Linked DNA regions of Hordeum vulgare: regions 2 and 3 are each linked to region 1. The links are chromatin contacts, called in public Hi-C maps. All regions are on one chromosome and are shown on one strand. Each heading gives the region's core, a stretch centred on a gene start, on an enhancer-like site or on the middle of the called end of the contact. The rest is flanking DNA. Distances are from core to core; before and after follow the strand shown. Region 1 holds the start of LOC123444229 (IAA-amino acid hydrolase ILR1-like 2). Region 2 holds the start of LOC123444227 (anoctamin-like protein Os01g0706700). Region 3 holds the start of LOC123444230 (vesicle transport v-SNARE 13-like).

The links. A called contact is a pair of places that touch in the nucleus more often than the background predicts.
Region 2: a Hi-C map of leaf shows a contact between it and region 1, with 3 times the contacts expected there. The contact joins the promoter of LOC123444227 here to the promoter of LOC123444229 in region 1. A contact is called at or near these places in 4 of 6 Hi-C or Micro-C datasets (leaf and seedling) and 1 of 1 datasets of contacts at active chromatin or transcription factors (embryo).
Region 3: a contact with region 1 is called in a Hi-C map of seedling, with 7 times the contacts expected there. The contact joins the promoter of LOC123444230 here to the promoter of LOC123444229 in region 1. A contact is called at or near these places in 3 of 6 Hi-C or Micro-C datasets (leaf and seedling).

Annotation. Positions count from the first base shown.
Region 1 is chr3H:456,065,322-456,069,314 of MorexV3_pseudomolecules_assembly, reverse strand. It overlaps LOC123444229 (IAA-amino acid hydrolase ILR1-like 2), which reads left to right and starts at 2,046. Exons shown (of 4, transcript XM_045120889.1): 1 at 2,046-2,568; 2 at 2,812-2,937. The coding sequence starts at 2,113.
Region 2 is chr3H:455,800,797-455,805,139 of MorexV3_pseudomolecules_assembly, reverse strand. It overlaps LOC123444227 (anoctamin-like protein Os01g0706700), which reads left to right and starts at 2,333. Exons shown (of 16, transcript XM_045120887.1): 1 at 2,333-2,659; 2 at 2,824-2,893; 3 at 2,983-3,098; 4 at 3,883-4,009; 5 at 4,084-4,184; 6 at 4,303-4,343. The coding sequence starts at 2,459.
Region 3 is chr3H:456,465,363-456,469,465 of MorexV3_pseudomolecules_assembly, reverse strand. LOC123444230 (vesicle transport v-SNARE 13-like) reads right to left here and starts at 2,454. Exons shown (of 5, transcript XM_045120890.1): 1 at 2,166-2,454; 2 at 1,997-2,055; 3 at 1,585-1,773; 4 at 1-36. The coding sequence starts at 2,259.

The DNA.
Region 1 (3,993 bases), core at 797-3,296:
ACTGAAACCTTCCTTCTTCAACATCATTGTACCACCCAAGCCAATAAAGTAGGAACAAGGAATGCTCACGGATATATCATCATCTTCAGAATCCAAAGTAATTTCAAGAGTTAAAGAACCAGTCCTAGGAATTGACACAAATTCCTTCAAACTCCTCACAACCATGCTAGAAATAACCTGACAAAAAACATCAAGATATATGATATTTAACTTACAAATTTCAAACGGTATGCTAGAACAAAGAACAAATAAATAAAAAATACCCGAAACCAAAGCTCACCATATGTTGAGAAATAACATTCATGGAATCCATCCTATGAACAAAAGGAGTACACAATATGTAGTTGTCATCAAAGAGTTGTCGCGACATGACATGCATTTGATGATAATTCAGAGTGACACCACGACTATAAAAACAACTGTCAACAAGTTCCCTATGAGTTTTACCCAGATCCTCAAGAGCTACAAAAAATAATTTCACAAACTGAGCAGAACATCAAACGTATATGCTGAAACAAAATTGAAAATGAGTCCAACAAATAACTTACCAACACTGGGTAAAGGGAACAACATAATACCATCCCGATGAAAATTGACACCAATCATAGTTCCATAGTGCTCAAGCCTAACAGTTATCATGTCACGATGACGGAGACCATAATCATTCACAAGTTCCTCCCATGAAGAACCATGGAATTTACTGCTCATCCGACCATGTCTAAACAGGACATGGTATAAGTTACCCTCACTGTTGTGAAGAGCAAGATCAATATCTGTGTCACCTCTTCGAATAGCTAAAGCTTTGCACTCCTCAATGTACCGAGCAGGATGTGATCTAATACTGCACGGAACATACTACAACAAGAATGAAAACAAACATCATAATCATATAAACAAAGGCATTCGAATACATTCCAACCAAAACAACATCAACCATATGCCACAGTCAGATAAATAAGATATAGAACCTTACAACACGCCTTGAACATCGACTATCCAGCACAACAGTAAATACAGACGCACTCGAATCAAAGGAAGAACAAGGGTCATCTCGAGCTCGACAAAATGGGCAAGCCATTTACGTGCAAACTAACGGTGACCAATAAGAACTGAATCGACAACCGAGTTGAAAGTTGACATTTGATTGAGTTGGAAGCAAAAAATATCGCAGGCCTATGGAGAGAGCCCTGATATATTGTTTACGCAAGTTGGATACGAAAATGGTTGGACGAGCGAAGAGATCGGCGCGGGGGTGAAAGTACGAGAGAGCAACGGGAGTGGGAGGTGGAGCTGGGGAGCCTGGAAGACAGGGAGGACGAAAAGAGTGGTCAGAGGAGAAAGGAAGGAGGGGGCCTTATCTAGGTGCTCTTCGGCCTGGTGAAGGTCAACAGGTCCTCTTCGGCCAGCCGTGGGCCGACAGCAGGCTCTTCGGTCACTCATGGGCCGACCGGCCCTCTTCGGCCTCCCGCCGGCCGACAGGCCCCACTTCGGCCCACCAGAGGCCGACGGGGTGCTATTTTTGGTTATTTTCAATTTTGAGATATGCTTTTCTATTTTGGTACAAAATAGGTAGTACTTTTAAAAAATATATCTGAATATAGACATATTTTAAAGTGTAGATTCGTTCATTTTGTTTCGTATGTAAATCCTTAATGAAATCTTTTAAAAGATTTACATTTAGAAATGGAGGGAGTACGCTGTTTCTATCGAATTGAGCTGGGCTATGGTGGTTAGCCAGTCACAAGACAGACATCCAATTTGGTTGGCCCGACTGCCCGAGTCCCGCCACCACCGACGACTGGCCGTGGCCGAGCTCCCCGTTTGGCACACAGTGGCATGACTCCGTCGCGTACGTACGCACGATCTCGTCAAGCTCCCGAGCCTCCGGCGACGCCCATAGTCGCCGTCGACGCTCCGTCCATGGCTTCCCTTCCCTCACACACGTGTTGCTTTCGCCGCCGGCACGTCGCCCTCAGTCACGTTTGCCCCGTGCGCGAATAGGCACGCACACAACTACCGTCCGTCTCACGGCAGCTCCCGGCGAAGCAAGAAACAAAGGAAGAAACAGGGCCATACAAAGCGGTAGACGTCGCGGTCGTGCACCCGTACTATATGCGCACCACACGCGGGCTCGGCTCGCGCACGCGCGGCCTCCCACACCCACCCACACCGCAAGCCGCCGGTCTTCTCAGCTTCGTTCGTCCTCCACCGATCGCCACGCCGCGCCGCCGTACGATGGGCCTCCTCGCGCGCGCCGTGCTGCTGGCCGCAGCCGTCGCGCTGTGGTGCCATGCCGCGTGCTCGGAGGCGGGCGGCGCCGACGTGCTCGACCGGGCGAAGCGGCCCGAGTTCGCGGCGTGGATGACCGGCGTGAGGAGGGCCATCCACGAGCGTCCCGAGCTGGCGTTCGAGGAGCAGGAGACGAGCAGGCTGGTGAGGAGGGAGCTGGACGCCATGGGCGTGCGGTACGAGCACCCGGTCGCCGGCACCGGCGTCGTGGCGGCCGTGGGCACCGGGCGCCCGCCCTTCGTCGCGCTGCGCGCCGACATGGACGCGCTCCCGCTCCAGGTGCGTACGTGCCGCGATGTCCCTGCCCCGCCGATGCCACTGGATTCCTCGCCCCATGCTCTTGCCACGCCTTCCTGTTCCTCAACCCAAACCGACGTGCTTCCGGAGTTGCATCACTGGATTGGATTCCGAAACATGTGGCGCTTCAGTTTACACTCACAGCGCATCATCAAAGCAACAAAAAGAGTTGTGCATTCTGGCACCGATCGAGTGAAACCCCTGGCTATGTTTGATCCGTTTCAGGAGGAAGTGGAGTGGGAGCACCGGAGCAAGGTGGCCGGGAAGATGCACGCCTGCGGCCACGACGCGCACACGGCGATGCTGCTCGGCGCCGCCAGGATCCTCCACGAGCACCGCGACGACCTGCAGGTTAATTACTACCGTCCCTCTCCCTCCCTCCTGCCGTCTGCTTGACCACCATGAACAAACTGCACTGTGCGTGTGTCATGTCACCACGGGGCAGTGAGCACACCTCGATTTCCTAGCTAGCTGCCAACCGCCCGACTCCAAAACCATTAACCAGCGATCGACCCCGCGCAACAGATTTCGCGCGATCGGCCATGGCGCGGCTCGATTCAGGAACAGTTAGCGGTGGTACCGCCGTTTGTTTGCTGCGCCGTCCTTTTCCCGACGGATTCCTCAGATATTTCCGCTCCAGTCCTCGTCCTCTCCATTTCACCGGTTTTGTTTCTTCCGAACAAAAGGCAGGCTCTTTTCGATAAAGAAACAAAAGATGATCTAGTGTCATGATCTGCTTTTGTCTCATCGGGCAGCGCTGCTTGTACTGTGAGCAACGTGGCCTTTTGAATTCCCAGTGGTGATGGACGGGATGATTTAGTAATCATTTACCGTGGACCATCCTCGGCCACTGCTGATTTAAAACGTTGATGGAGCACAATTGGCAGTACTAGCAGTACAGAGACTCTGCCGTCAAGGCGTCTGTTTCAACCTTTGTAGTGACCCACGGGACGCCGGGGGTCAAGTGTTTGTCAATGGCGTCCGAGTCTGTGGGTCGAAGAGAGCCGCGCCTGGTATAACAAACTTTGTTTCTTGCCAGCGGCCTCGAGGAGGCTAAAATTATTGGTGTTCGTAGCTCGACCAACTGGATATATTGCAATGATCTTGACTTGGCCCTTCAGGCAGCGGTAGACGTAGCAAGTCAATTTGGCATGGCATCGATTCAGAGGCTTTGTCTCTCGTGGTGAAATAGTGTTACTTGATTACTGTCACTAGAGGCTAAAATTCGTGTTTTGATCATTTTCGTCAACTTTTGCGGATCCGATCCTGTTTTGGTTTTTTTTTTATATTTGATCCTTTTATTACCGCCGCAAGGCTCGTTGGTAGGATTACATAGCCTATCATCAAGGTCTTCGACGGTACGTTAACGGCATTAGCCGTCTATGTAACGGCCTGAAAATATCGTGA
Region 2 (4,343 bases), core at 1,084-3,583, 260 kb after region 1:
AGGCTTCCTGGGACCCTTGGGACCTTTCTTCTTTGCCACAGGGCGTGCGGTCGGGACCGCATCGCCGGGGTTCGTCACATCACCATCCATGAAGGAGGGAGGAGAGGGGCGCGGGGGAGGGTTTGGGCGAACTAGAGGGAAAGTTGGAGCGGTGTGTCCCGGATGGGCGGACCAGGGGAGAACAAGAGTGCACATATCGCACGTCCGCATGTTGTCCGTTTCGCCGCAAATGCGACCCGAACTTGGATCGGGAATGGGCTGAAATCGGACCGAAACTGGACATTCATGTGTTTGCTCTCGCGCATTGGACTGCAGTTTATGTCCGTTTACCCCGAAACGGACATGAGCATATGTTTTGGGGTCATGGATTGGAGTTGTCCGTTTTCGGTCAGCTTTCGACCCATTCGTGACCCAGGCGGAACGCACAACACGCGGATGGGCGGGACGCGTGCTCTTGTCCTCTCCTGGCTCGCCAGTCGATGACACAACCACCCCTTTTTCTGTTCCCCCCAACTCCGGTCGCACACCCCGCCCCTCCCCCTTCTCGTCCCTAGCCGCATCCACTGCCATTTATCTCGGTCGTCAAGCTGCTCAGCACGAATGCGTGCCCCGCCATGTTTTCTCCACACCACGACCTTCCCAACCCCCGCACCTGCCTCAACGCAACCGGCGGCTGGATTTGTAGCGGATCTCGCCGGATTAGAGCGCGGCAGGCCATTGGAGGTCGCGGCGTGCCATGGACTGGCCGGGTGCAAGCCCGCACAGCCCCGGCAAAGTCCCCAGGCCGCATGCAGGTACTCACTCCGCCTCTAGCCGCTCGGATCTACCCCGTTACCGATTTGCCGGTAAATACACCAACGACCGTCGTCCGGGCTCGGTCCTGGCCCAAATGCTCGTCGGCGCACCGGTGCCGCTCATAAAGTGCGACAACTGTCTAGTGAAGGTCCCGCTTCGCGTGTCTAACACGCTGAACATCCCGGATGTGTGTTCGTCAAGTGCAAAAATGATGGGGGTATGTGCTAGTTTAGCTTCAGTTGAGCTTTGGATTCGGCTTGTTTTGCTTACATTTTTTTATTGTGTAGGATGGGTGTAACTTTTGTTTTTAGGAGGAAGAATACATCGATCTGCCGATAGTGCGCAATTTAGTAGATGTTCGTGCACTTCTTACTAGTCTACATGATAGAGATAAGACTAGACGTGAAGAAGCAACGTTTAATTCTTTAGACTCGAAGAAGAAAGAAGTTTGCGAAATCAAGACTCCGCAAATCAATAACAAATGCATCGAGAAAGCATTAACCCAACTTACAGGTGAAGTTATGAAAGTTGAATATATTTTAAAATATATTTTTATAGTTCTTGTTTTTCTTTCTTGCTATTCTAGACAAGATTTGGTGAATGTATTCCAATGTTCAAAAAAAACTTTGATGAAAATAATAATAAAAATATTATGCGGACGAGATGTGGACGAAGATGCGACCGCGCCTTGGAAGTTCGACCGGTGCAAACATAGATCCGGGCGGCATGACCCTATTTCCATCCTAAACGGACGAAATCCAAATAAAATGGACATCCGTTTAAAATCGTGTGTTAAAATTATCCTCACGTGGGGTTCGGACAACACAGACAGCTATCCGTTCGTCCGTCCGAAAGCAAAGCATAGCTGATAGCAATACCATCTACCATGACGACCAAAACAAAACCGAAAGTTGCTCCCGACACGTCGACACGCCACTCCTCGCACTCGCAGGGACGGACAGGCCGAAAGAACCAGCTGGCTCCTCTTTCAGCCGCACTGTCTCTTCCTAAACTAGTTGCCGTTCCGTCGAAACCTCCGCCTGGTCATCTCATCGGTCGCCTCCCACCCGCGCAGGGAAAGGAAAAAAAAAAAGGGGGTCTCTCCTGCACGCGCCCGTACTTCACAGGTCACGTGGCCCGTTGGCAACAAGGCCCACCTGTCATTCGCTTTCCACCAACAGGCCCGTACTCAACGGCCCCACACACCCACAGCTTTCGAAAATCACTTCCTCCGCGCTGTTGCCAGTCAGTGGCACGCACGCCTCCCAATCTCCCTCCCACCCTCTCTCTCTCCCCCGTCCGTTCAAATCCCACCCCCGAAATTGCCACTTAATTAACGCCCACAGGCACCGGCGCGCCTTGCTTAATTCTACTAAATAACTTGCTAATCAAGCTATACTATTTATTCTCTCATTTTTCCAACGCTTGTTAATCAAGTCGAAAATCGAATTAAGTGCAGGAAACCGGTGCCCCTCCTAATCCGTTGCCCCCCGCCTCTCTCTCTCTCTCCGCCGTTCCCAACGCCATTTTTTCCCCTCTCGATTTCGTTGTTTATTCCTCCTCTGCGCTGCCATCGTTCTCCCCTCTTCTCCCTTCCCGTATGCGGATCCGTTTCCTCGCGCCCGTCGCCGTTCGCCGCCACCACCGCGCCTGATAGGCGGACATGGGGGCACGGGGAGGGAGAGGGGATGGAGGGGGAGGGGAGGAGGCCACGGACTTCGAGGTCGGCATCGTCGTGCCCAAGCTCTCGCGCGCCGCGGCCGCCGAGGCGGGAGACGACTGCGTGGCGCGCCTCGTGCGCGACCTCGAGGGCGCCGGCCTGCTCGTCGAGCGCGTCCGCGGCGTCCTCGCCGAGTTCATCAAGGTCAGTGCGGGGCTGCCTTTTTCCCTTTTTGAATTCGGTTTGCCATGGTGCCCTAATTCCAACTAATGAGGCGATTTCCGAGAGAAAACCCAGAGATTAAAGTGCTCCCGTTACCAACTCCTCAAATTGATTTATAGTGGCCGTGGTTTGCTTTTCCAATTTAGCTGTCTGCGCCCATGGGGATTCTGGGCAGAGCCGCTGCTGAGATGCAGATGAAGAAGCTTACCTACATCGGTAACTCAACTAATGCGCTAACTATTTGAGATGCGGGCATCAGTTGGGTCGGCAATGTGCTCATGTGCTGATTGTTAATCTTCCTTCAGGAATGGAGCTTCAGTTCGAATGGGAACAGGTGGCAGCATTCGTCAGGCAGCCTGATGGTTCCCTCTTTAGCTGGCGAGAGCGGTTTACCTGTTTCCGCTACTTGATATACGGCATTGTGAGTACAACCTCTTGTATAGCTGATGTCGTTCCTCGTTATGTCAGATTTTAGTTGCACGCCCTCCGTTTCTTTTCACTCCGCATATTAGGTTTCTCTTAAGCCTAAAAATTGACCAAATATATATTAAAAATTATCAACATCCATAATTATGAATACAATATGAAAATATACTCCATGATCGATATGATGATATTTGATTTGGTATTGTGAATGTTGATGTTTTTTTTCTTCTACACACTTGGTGAAACTTCCAAAGACTTTAAGACAAACCTAATATGCGGAGTAAAAAGGAAATGGAGGGAGTGCACTTTAAGTACGAGGAACCACATTCATTTTTAATTATATATATACATCTTACATATGGATGCATTCTAGTATACTTTTGTTTCTGTGACCTGATTCTTTGGATAGCAGTGCTTTGTTGAACTACAAACGAAACTTTTTTTTCTTAATAATGAAATTTCCTTGTTCATAGCATTGTGTGCCCAGATTTAAAGCAAAATAATCTGTTTCTATTGTCTGGTTTCTGCATTTGATATTTGTCTCTTCTGAATGATATGGCAACCAATGCATAGTTCATCCGAAGACCTCAGCTGGACAACAATATATGCACATTTGAGATATGAGCTATAGAAAGTAGGATTGTCCACTTAAATTTTCATTTGTTTGATATGATGTGTGGATACTAAAGCATACTCCCAATCTGAATAGCATTTTGGTTTTTGTGATATGGAATCTCAGATTTCCTTGTGTGATAGGGTGTTGTTATTGAACCATGCAGGTGAACAAGACCAACTCTGAAATATCTCTCAAATTTGATGATAAAGAGTTCTACTGGAAACAAAACGAGTCACTATTGCGCAGGCTCGAAGATGAAGGAGTTGTAAAGCTAGTCTTCCCTTTGCATGGTACATAAATTAACCTAAGATAATACAAATATTTGTAAAATTCGTAGCATTAGCTAACACTACTTTGCCTGTAGAGGAAGTTAAAAGGAAACAGCTCCTGAGAAATTGGGCACTTAACTGGCGTGACTTCACATGGCAACCTATTGATGAAGTTTACTCCTATTTTGGAACCAAGGTAGAACAGCATGACAGGACGTTGCTGCTACTGTATCTTGTTTCTGGACCATTTATCTAACGCAAGTCAATAAATGAATTACTTTTGAGACCGTAAACCCCCCACTTTTGAACTGCAGATTGCAACATATTTTGCTTTCCTAGGAATGTATACGCGTTG
Region 3 (4,103 bases), core at 1,205-3,704, 400 kb before region 1:
TGTCATCATCAACCTTCCTCGCTGATCAGTGGAAACCTGCACCAGGAAATAATCCCCAAGTACAGCATGAGTACTAAACATAGCAAAAATCAAGAACTTGAGACACCCGTTAAGAAATCAGAACAAACAAAATAAATACCACATTACTACTTCACATCAGTAGAGAAATATGTCAGACAAGGCACACTGTTTCCGCAATACAGAAAGACCACATTGCTATGACTTATAGCGGGATCCAGGAATACATAAAGGGGATAACTCCCTTTACGCGATATATTAAGCAGCCTTCTGAAAGTGCTTGAACTGGTACTACATTTCCTTTTATAATGTAGTAAGAAGAGGTACAATTATTTGTTTCCCTTTTGGTTCTGAACATATACAATTCTGCACAGCAGATATAATTTTCCACTCTGCAGCTTACTTTCTCAGGCTATGGAAGCAAGCTATGCAGAAAAAAAGTACCTTGAAGACACATCTATACATTGTAATACTGATTTCTCGGTCAAAGGGGGCATATTTATAGGAAATGCCAATGAGTTATTGTTTCCATCACTGTTTCATCTGTCACTTTGCTTCCATATGAACATAATCGTTCAGATGAAAATAGTATCTTCATTCGGTAAGAGAAAACAAATACAACTAAAAATTATGAAGCAATTGTAGTTAGTGAAGGGGCAACGGATACAGGTCCTAACGAATTCACATCAGTGGTGTAGTGAAAGAATATGGACATCGAGAATCTAAATCAAGAAATCAAATAGGGAATAATCAGTTTACACTCCCACATTCAGTGGCGGAGCATGAGCCTAAACCCAAAGGCGGGACCACAGGACAATGCAAAACTAAGTAAGAAATTGTTTATGTTAGGGGAACCGTGGAAAGTATGTAGAGTGCCTCCATTACGGCACAGCAGAAGTGATCAACTATAGGTTAATGAGCAAAAATAATGCCAGTGTAGTGGTGATCTTGGGAGAAATATCATCATCTTCATCATTTTGGGCGAATTGTCATTGCAATCGCCGTCATTTTCAAAAACAGCATCTTCTTTGCAACGCATAAAAGAAAACGCAACTCAACAGACTATATCGACATCCAAATATGTCGATATGGGGACCAGAAAGATGGTAAATAGAAATGACCCAACTGATAAGACAATTGAAGTGAGGTATACAGTACTTAAGTTCATATTTTGCATGCTGTCAGATACTACACCACAAAATTGTTAACCTTGTTACTGCACGCAATTTAAACAGAACCGAGTAGTGTGCAGCACTATAAGTACTGCTTAGTAACATGTTCAACACAGATTGAATTGATGGAGTACTATACAAATAAGTAGCCCAAAAGAAGTTCAAAATATGGGACTACTGGTCTAATCATGAGCGCCATATTGTTAGTGACCACCATAGGGATACTGCCACAACTGAATAATCAATAAATGACTCGAAGTTTTGATCATCAGTTCAGCAACAAACCCGATAACGTAATAGTACCACATTAATTAGTTAGAAGGTATATAAATAGAGTTATCAGTTATCCGCAGCATATATGTAGCGTTTTAATTAAAAGGAATAGAGAGCTTACCGCGAGTGTGTCAGCCATGCCAGACTCAAGGAGCTCCTCCCTCGTAGTTTGCCTGGCATTGGGCGCCGAGATCCTCTTGAGCTCGCTCTTGAGGTTGTTAAGGTCGGATTTGTACTCCCGCAGCTTAGCTAGCAAACCCGCCTTCACGCTCGGCGGCATATTCCTCGCCTCCAGGTCCATCCTCCGAATCTGTAAATATATGAATGAAAGAAATAAATGGAAGAAGGACATATACGGTATCATAGCCCAGACAATCTACAGAACTTCCCCCAAACCACACATTCAACTACTACACCTCCCAAAATCACATCCTAGTTTCCCAGCGGCAGAAAGTAAGGCAGCAGAATCGGATTAGACATATAGCCAAAGGATACCCATAATATAAGCAAAATAGGCCTAGGTATTTATTTACCAGCGATTCAGCTTCCTGCACGCCGGACTGGATCTCGGAGAGCCTCTGCTTCTTCTTCTCTGCATTAGATCTCACCGTGTTTATTACGACGAAACCAAGAGCAGCGACAAGGGGGATAAATTTTCTCCCCCGGCGCAATTAGGCATGGGGGGTGGGGGTGGGCACGTACCTCCATCGAGAGCGGAGGCCGCGGTGCACTTGCGGGAGAGGGAGGCGGATTCCTCGCAGTACTGGCGCTCGTAGCCCTCGAACACCTCGCTCATGGCTGCTCCCCTCGATCGCCTCCGCCCGCGCGCACAGATCTCCCCCTCCGGATCCCGCCCCCGAATCGTTCGGCGGACTCGAATCGAGCGGATGATCGAGACGACCGCAATTCGATCCGGGCTACCTCACGAGGGAGGGGGGACGCCGGCCGTTTGGTGGAAGCTTCGATTTTGGTTGGGGTGGGGATTGGGGGATTTGGGACGGGGTCCGATAGAAATACGTACTCCTTCGCGGGCTGCCGTGCGCATTGACACGTTTTTTTTTTTTTAACCGGAACCTGACATTCCATTACTGAACCTGCTCAGCAATCTTGCTGGCAATCAATCCGAAAACAAAGTCTGGATCCCCAACCCGAGTCAGATCAGCAAATCCGGTAGTAAAACCATAAGGCTGGGTTTGGAACGTTGTTTTTTCTGTACCCTTGTAATATTTTACCCTTGTACTTGTATTATATTAGCCTACAATCAAAATACATGTTAGGATTGTATTTCCATTCCGCTTCCGAGCCTCCGTTTGGATTGTTGTTTTTCTCCCACCCTTGTAACCTGGCTGCCATAGCCTAAACTTTCAAAAGCACAAACTTTCAACAACAACGGAATTTCAACAACACAAAGTGCACTTTTAACAATATAAATTTTCAAATATGCACATACAGACTTGAAAACAGCACAGACTGCACTCCCACGTATATTGCACACGTATAAAATTAGATAATTTTTCTATTTATATAACAGTACCACAACATAAACAAAAGATAATATTTTTGCATCCATCCATTCGAACATAGTTCCGATAACTCATAGTGCTCAAAATCAACAATTTAAATTACAAATTTAATGAGGCATACTTGTCTCGTCTCGTCCATTGCTACATAACCAAAGTTAGGACTCGCAATTGTTCAATCATTATGCATTTAGACATAAAATATTTCAGAAAGATTAATCCTCGGTAATAGTTCAAGCAGTGAAGCAGCTTCGGGGCTGAAGAGTAATCCTTGAAAACAAGACATATCTGACCAGGCTAGAAAAGAGCATCTGGATAAGTAACACGAGCAACATCTGCATAAGTAACAAGAGCTTGTCATGATTCAAGATAGCTATCAATCCTAGAAATGCTGACTAGTTCTCTCAAAAAATCACATCACGTGTCAAAACCGGAAGGGGGATATCAAAGATATTGCACAATCCATGGTGCAAAACACAAGATATGCAGATGGTAAGGATGACTAGAACAAACTAAAGTACATAAAGATCCTGCAGATTAAACCATCACAAGATCATATGCAAACTCGGTTTAGTACTACATCATAACTGAACAAGAACTACTTAATCGCTGGAAAACTACTTAATCAGACACAGCCCCTAGGAAAAGAAACTACCAAGTAACTTGACACGAACTAGCAGGAACCACTGAACTGATGAAATACTAAAACTTAGCCGAGCAACCGGTATTGCTGTCATGCGCTAAAATTTAAGCGGGGTAAAGTTCATGAGTCAAAACAAGCATATGAAGTTGATCAATCATGTTCACAATGATGACGATAACAAACTGAAGTATACACAAAGAAACAGCAGGATCATCCATCTACAGTACGACTGTTGAAAAGGACGTGGATGTCGCCTAGAGGGGGGGTGAATAGGCGCTTTAAAAAAGTTAAGGTTTAGGCTTGAACAAATGCGGAATAAAACTAACGTTTAATATGTCAAGCACAAAACCTACAAACAACTAGGCTCACCTATGTGCACCAACAACTTATGCTAAGCAGGATAAACAACTAAGTGATAGCAAGATATATTACAATAAACAATATGTCTATCACAAAGTAAAGTGCATAAGTAAAGGG